2 separate regions of the Hordeum vulgare genome follow, and region 2 is linked to region 1. A link is a contact called in public Hi-C data. All regions are on one chromosome and are shown on one strand. The core of a region is the stretch at or near the end of the contact, and the rest is flanking DNA. Distances in the headings are between cores, read along the strand shown. Region 1 holds the start of LOC123432717 (wings apart-like protein 2). Region 2 has its middle 110 kb from the start of LOC123432717.

Region 1 (3,775 bases), core at 322-2,821:
CTCGCTCAATTTTTTTAGTATCACGCGGGTATTTTGAAATCTATATGATATCGATGTGACGGAGTTCTGTCTTGGCGCCTCCTGTCTGCCTTGATTTCTTTGGAGGAGTTGAGCTCCAGGAGATTCTTGTGCACATCGCCATCATTCAGATTCTGAGTATCTCAGAACGAAGGATGTTCGTAATTGCTTCAATACTAGTAGTGGCGAGATAACCTCGATGTCCCCAGTACTGCCATACTTTGTATCGTTGTGATCACGAGGGTCTGTGTTAGATGAATGTCCGAGATTCTGGTTATGTGTTGACGGATGTGATACATTGGACGGGTTAGTATAGGAGTTGTGTGAATATTACTCCTTGTATCCGTGTACCATATTGCATGACCAGATATTTCGGGAATTCATAGGTGGGATATCAAATAGTGACTTATAGGACAATCTTCCTACAGATGCATGATGTGAGGTTGGGATTCGACATTCAGTGGGTACGTTTGTTTATGGTCGTCTTACAGCGGTTCTCGTTGTGTCTTAAAGAGTCCTTGTAGCTTGCTACGATTTGGGGATGCTTCGTAAGTCGTGTGCACTACCTTGCACATGATGGCTACTGTAAATTCGAGCCCGTGTGATCTTATCCATGAAGATATCGGATGAAATATCGATCATACGTTTGTTCCGAGCAGTTCTAGCTCATACTTGTTTGCAAATGATCTTAATCAGAATTTTGTCGACAGTCACTTTGATGAAGCATTCTTACTATTTTGTTCGAGTGCAATTGCTAATATTCCTGTTCAGATATTCCTGTCTTTTTGATTCAGCTTTACCTTCAATTTATTCTGTGGGCTAATGTGTTGTCCGTCTTCAGGATGACTCCACCAACTCGTCAGAATCCAGGTCGTGAGGGTGCTGAGATGCCGCCACCACCTCCTCCTCCAGAAAATCCTCCTCCTCCGCCCCAGTGGGTTCTTTCTTTTATTTTGGCACCAACCGAGCGGGCCTCCTCCCCCTCGCCGGCCCACCTTCTTTGTTCTCTCGCTAGTTGGGCCGCGTGCTCCTTTCGTTCCCCTCCTGTAGATACCGTTGCTTCTTCCTCTACTTTCCGTCAGGGTTCAGAGAGAAGCGAGACAGAGAGGTCGACGCCGTTGCTCACGGACGTCGAGGCGGCCTCCCTCGCCCCCTATTTATTCCTTAGCGTCCAGGCAGTGCGCTAGGGTTCCTCCAAGCGTCGCCACCTCCTTCCTCTTCCTCCTCCCTCTCTCTGGATCGTCAGTAGGCGGGCCGAGCTCCTCCTCCGCCATGGCCGATCCGTAATGAGCTCGTCGCCATCGTTGTCGTGCACCTCCGTCCTCTCCAAGCAGCCCAGGAGCACGCTGGACCTCAGGGGAGTCCGTTCCCGCGGCTAATCGTCGCCGATCGCCCCTGCTTTCACTACTTCGACGACGACCTTCTTCCGCTCCGACGACCACCTCCGCATCGGCTTCTTCCACGACGTCCCCTGCTTCCTCTCCGACAGGCCCGGTCTCCTCGACCAGTGGGTGAGCAGAAGTATCATCAAAACCGGGATCTCAACAAAAAAAGGAAAAGTATCATCAAAACCACGACAGATGAACAACAATCTGACGGTCGAGAAGCGCGTCGAGACTAACAAACCTGGCCAGCAGTAGTCAGGCAGTAACCAGCTCCCCGTCCCCGAATTCCTCCCCTCCGGCTCCGAGGCCGGAATCCCCAAATCCGGATCAGCCGCAAAGCAAAACGTTCGAAACCCAGACAGAGACGCCCACGCCCAAATCTCTCTCTCTCTCTCTCTCCCCCCTCGCATGCGCGCAGGCGCAGCTACCCGCAGCAGCAGCGAGTCGCCATGATCGTGCGCACCTACGGCCGCAGATCCCGCACCTGCGGCGCCGGCGCCGGCGGAGGCGGAGGCGGAGGCGGAGGGGAGCGCGGCCTCTCGTCCTCGCAGGACGCGTTCGACTTCGACGGCGGGGACGGGGACGACGAGCTGTCGGCGCCGGGGTCGCAGCCCCAGCTTTTCCCGCCGTCGCAGGAGTCCTCCTCGATGTGGGACTTCGACGAGGACCCGCCCACGCAGCCGCCGCCGCCGCCGCCGCGCCGGAAGGGGTGGCGCCGCGGGAGGCACGCCGACCCCGAGCCCGAGCCGGCCACCGCCACGCTCATGGAGGCCGAGGAGTACGGGGAGATGATGGAGAGCGTCGACGAGGTCAATTTCGCGCTCGACGGGCTGCGGCCCACCGCGCCCAGGCGGGTGCGCCGGGCCAGCCTGCTCGCGCTGCTCGGGATCTGCACCTCCGCCGCGCGCCGCCGCGTCCTCCGGGCTCAGGGGTCAGTACGCCTTTCTTTTAAGCGCTCCGTGGGGAACAACAAGTTGGCTTCTTGGTGCCCAATCTTGGCTCTCCGAATCGAGAGCCTCGGGTTAGGGTTACGAAATTGGGGCTTCTTGCGGGCGACCTAGGTTCAAAGATAGGGATCTTGTACGGTTAGGGCTCGGTTTCTTGGGGAAAGGAACCACCTTTTGGCCTTCAAACCACGAACGAGTCCGCTCTGTTTCCTCTGTCTTGTGATGAATATAGCTTAGCTCATGCAGCTAACTCGCGAATATAAATCTTGTTTGCTTGCCTGGCCTGAGCTGTTAGTTCGATTAGCTTGCTTTGTCGGGGTTATTGTGGTAGAATCAAGACTTCACATATCGTGGAGAATCCCCATTGGCTAACTATATCACAACTGGGCTTAAGGAGTATGCACTTGAGTTATCTGCGTCTCAAGCAGGCTGGTCTCTTTGTTTTTGCTAAGACCTCCAGTATCCCGTTACTCCATAAGAAGGAAGCATGGTGATTGGTTGGAAATGTCTAGAAAGACATCTTCCCTGTTGACTTAGGATTTACTCGGGCTTATAGATATGTCTGAAGAGCATTGTTGGTAGAAGTGCCATCCATTGAACTGAGCCGAATATTTTTCTCCTCTGTCCAGGAGAGTATGCATTTTTTTAACCAGACATGCAGTATTTAGGGGTGTGTAGCTCAGTCAACGTAAAAATAGTTATTTCTCAGTCAACATTGATAGCCATCCGATCAAGATCATCTCATCCACTGTGTAGTTGCACAATCTCGATACTAAGACCAAACTATTTTTAGCTGTGACTCAGTTGCCTGGGAAATAGCAATACCGTTTAGCAAAACAAAGGGCATACTTGACGTGAGGATGTTACCTCTGGAATTACTAGATCCTTGCAATGTTTTTTTTACCCATTTCTACATCTGTAGATGGATAAGATTTCTGAAAGTAAATTCTTATTGAACACAATTATTTTAACATGTAACCATCTAATGTTTATCTCAGTATTCTATTGAGTTTGAGGAGTACCAAAATCAATATCACCGTTTAACAAACATTTCATTTTTATTGCTTATCAAATATTACACGTATTCCATCTTATTACTCACAAGTGCATTTTTTGTTATGTCCTGTAGATTGGTAAAGCAAATTATAGATAATGTTTTGGCCCTGAACATTGATGATCCTTCCTGTGGTGTTGCCGCAGCAGCTCTTTTATTTGTTTTGGCAAGTGATGTGAGTACCTCTCAATCCCAAACTATTAGATGATAGGAGTATGTTTCTGTGCATGCTGCTTTCCGTGCATATTAAATATTCTCTTCTCACAAATCACAAAGATACTCATGTCGTGGCAAAGTTATTTATTTATTTTTCTTGTAGGAGTATTCACTTTTTTATTCAATACTAATGCATGATAAAATAACTTCAGTTA
Region 2 (3,775 bases), core at 453-2,952, 110 kb before region 1:
TCCTAGGTGGAAGCATAAAAATTTGAAAAATGAAAAAAATAATTGATGGCAACTGTGCTTACATATTTGAAGCTCTATATATATGGACAAAACTTTTCACAACATTTATCAAATTCATTGGAATCATTGGAAATATTGAAACTAAGGAATATTGTTACATCGCTAGACAGCCAAAGAACATAAATAGCAACGAGTAACCGGTTGTTGGATGAATTACAACCAAAATACAGTTGCAAAAATTACAAATCTCCAAATCTGGGGTGATCGATCGCAGTGCAAATATCTTCGATTTGGAGATGGGCACTTCGATTAGGGAGGAATTTTTGCAATCATGTTCTCCGGCTAGCCGGTACAATCTCGTACGCGGTCGATTTGGAGATGGGGTGCTTCAATTTCGGTAGGCTAGCGAAGCATGAATCACACATGGGGATGGGGGATCGACATGCTAATGCAAGCATGGCGCACCATCGCCCAGGATTCACATAGGCGCAGAGGACTAGAGGCCAGTGTTGCTCGAGGGCGAAGACACAAGGAGGTGCAAAGGTAGGTGTTGGTCGGTGAGGTGGTTGTATGAGGTGGGCCAGACTGGATGGTGAGGCGGCACACGAGTTGAGAGGAGCAGGCCGGTGAAGACGCATTGCGAGGCTGGACGGAGAAGTGGATCTGGGCCACGCGAGGCGAGCGAGGTGGAGGTAAAGCTGGGGCGGTGTAGGCGAGTGCGGATGATTATGGCCGATGGATCGCGAGAGATTAGGGAGAAAAGATAATGCGCATGGTTTAGGCTTGATTTTTTTCTTTTACTTTACAATGCAAAGCAAAAACTGGAACGTCGGATTCAGATCGAATCAACGGCATTTCATCGGTTTGACTCTGGCGCCTTTTCAAAATAATCTGATATATACCGAAACCAAACTGTATCTTAATTTGATATTGTATTTAGCAAATTATTAATATCGAACAAAGCGAAAAACCGTATAAACCGAATAAACCTAACGCACATAGTGAAACCCGGCGCAGGAATCGCTAGGAAGATGGGTTGTGCATATTTCAGTAGCACATAGACCAAGAGCCGCGAAAACGAACATCCGCAATTTAAAACACAGAATATAGGAAGCGAAACTCGTCTAAAGAGATTGCACTATACAAGATGAGTGTGTAGTCCAAAAAACGCACACTAAAATTAGGATGTACACGAGTGAAATAAGAAGTTTTCGAATGTATGATGATACTAACACTGAATATAGATGAATTGACATCAATGATATAAGGTAAAGCATAAAAACAATTTATGATAAACGATAAGAAAATTTCAAGTCACGCTACAAGTTACATCCCATAATGCATAACCACTGATCAATCTAGAATTTTTGATTTGACACCTAATATCTACAACCTATACTTAAGCTGTGAGACATCTAATCTAGACAAAATCATGGATTGGCTAATCCTCACCTAGCTGAGAATTTTGCAAAGATACATCGATACAAAAGTGTAACTTTAGTTACGTAAAAAGTGATTTCGTATACGATTGTGCCTTAGAACTGAACGTGGGTACGAGGAAGATCGTCGGTTCGTGGATTATGACCTGCGGCATTACCGGCACCAAAATTACTGGAGCCGCGTGGCACATCAGATTACTCTGTTCTGTCGGCCGAAACGTCGCCGCGTGGCACACCGGATTACTCTGTTCTGCCGGCCAGAACGCCGCCACGTGGCACACCGGATTACTCTGCTCTACGGGCCGGAACGTCGCCGCGTGGGGTGGTGTATGTTGGGTAGCTCTGGCTGTTGATGTCGACGTGGTGGTGGTCCAAGAAGCCGTGTCATCTGTCGAGTCTTCCGTCGAGTCTGCCGTCAACAGAGACGACGACGCTATCCGCCGTGGGAGAGCGGGGGCGAGCGGCGGCTTGGAGGGCGCTGCGCCAGCCGTCGGCGTCTCCCACAACGTATTCGGCGACGTCGCGATCCGCCGCACGGGAGAGGGAGCGGGAGGGGCCAGGCCCTCGGTCGCCTTCGCTGGCAACAGAGCCGGCGACGTCGCGCTACGCTGCATGGGAGCTGGTTTTCCGAGGGCCTTGGAGGTCGGCGACGGGGCGACGGCGGCGGCGGCGGCGTCGCGGAACAGGTAGACCCGGAACCGGCGCAAGTTCAGGTCGTTGAACAGCCGGACCTGCAGGTCCCGGAAGAGCACCAGGTCCAGCATGTCCCGCAGGTCCTCGTCCGTGTCCACGTCGCAGAGCGAGTCCAGCCCCTCGCCGGAGTAGCAGTACTTGACGGAGAAGTCGGAGAAGCCCGCGCGCGCCGCCAGCAGGTCGCGGAAGCCCCTCGGCGAGACGGACGAGACGACGTTGAGGAGCAGGTGCTCGCCGTCGACGTACCTCGGCGGCCGGCCCTGGGCGCGCTCGATCCTCCCGCCGTAGCTAACCATCAGCTTCACGCAGCGCTGCCTGTCGGCTGCCATGATCGAACCGTGCGCGCGCGCCGTCGCTGGTCTTCTCGCGAACTTACGGGATTTTCCGATGATCCGGTGGGTGGAGGGACGTAGGCTGGAGGGGAGTAGTAGTATGGGCTGCCGTCGACCCAGATATATAGGTTGGCCTTTGGCCCTTCCAACGAGAGCCGGATCCGGACTCATGACCGAACGAGATACCGTATCAGAATACGATCAGAACCAGCCAAAACGAGGGCAACAGGTTTTAGCCGTCCAATGCTTCACCTCTGAGATCACGATGGAGCAAATGGTGTGCCAGAGTTTCCACGTCACTCTTATCACTTCTCGTCAACAGCCTGCTTCCCCGAATAAGTTTTTTTTTACCGGAGCTGATATGTATAGGTGCTCGGCTTGTACTTCGCGAGTCCCACATATACAACAGATCTTGTGCTCTCGATCCGAGACTTGCTGATTGTAGTTCTTCTTGTCTGGCAAAATTTTGGCTGATTGTAGATTTTTTGGGTAAAACTTTGGCTGCTGAAATGATGCTGTGACCCAAAGACGCCACACCATCTTATCTAGCTGATTGTAGTTCTTCTTGTTTAATAATTATCCGAGAGAGTGTAAGCTGCATAGAGATGTTTAATCTGAAGAGAGATTTTAAGTATTTTTATCTGAGAAGTACTATTTTGTTGCAGTATATGGACAATATTTTTATCTTAGAAAGTATTTTTTTTCTGAAGAAAGATTTAGAATATGGACAGTATTTTTATCTCAGAAATTATATGGACAGTATTTTTTATCTCAGAAATACTATAAAAGTATGAATGTTGCAGTATATGGACAGTATATGGACGTCATAAGTCCCACATAAAAATTAACTGGGCTACCACTTAATCCCACGTAAAAAGTGATGGGCAATGTGGCCAAGTCCAAGAGCGTCCAGCAAACAGCTCACTTACATCCTGATTCGCGACCAGCTCCCGCACCGCGGCCAGGAGCTGGTCACGCGCGCTGTACTTGGAGAAGGGCGAGCGCTCGTTGGTGGACGTGTAAATGACGTACCAGCCCTTCATGACGCGCGCGTGGCCGTGGGCCGGGTCGCCCTCCGACAGGATCATGTCCGGGGCGACCAGGTCGGGCTTGAGCACGTCGACCCACTCGAGGTTTCGAATGGTGCCGCGCGGCCCGATGTAGATGACAAGCTGGTCTGTGGCGGCCGTCGCGGCGTCGGTCGACACAGCGACGTAGCCGATCCAGTTGGACTCTTTGCTCCACGCCTCGCGGGAGAGGGAGTACACCATGAGCCTCTAGAGGTTGGCGGCCACGGATATGTCGGCCGCG

The links. Hi-C and Micro-C count contacts between places; a contact is called where the count stands out from the background.
Region 2: a Hi-C map of leaf shows a contact between it and region 1, with 2.4 times the contacts expected there. The contact joins the enhancer-like site here to the promoter of LOC123432717 in region 1. A contact is called at or near these places in 3 of 6 Hi-C or Micro-C datasets (leaf and seedling).

Annotation. Positions count from the first base shown.
Region 1 is chr1H:308,158,374-308,162,148 of MorexV3_pseudomolecules_assembly, reverse strand. It overlaps LOC123432717 (wings apart-like protein 2), which reads left to right and starts at 1,571. Exons shown (of 13, transcript XM_045115413.1): 1 at 1,571-2,334; 2 at 3,480-3,579. The coding sequence starts at 1,853.
Region 2 is chr1H:308,264,303-308,268,077 of MorexV3_pseudomolecules_assembly, reverse strand. It overlaps the pseudogene LOC123410082. Among protein-coding and RNA genes, the nearest start is that of LOC123432717, 110 kb to the right of the region's middle. Within about 2 kb of position 1,702, at least 2 of the 3 cell types and tissues checked have open chromatin away from gene starts, as enhancers often do. A contact at or near this core is called in leaf, where this site is marked.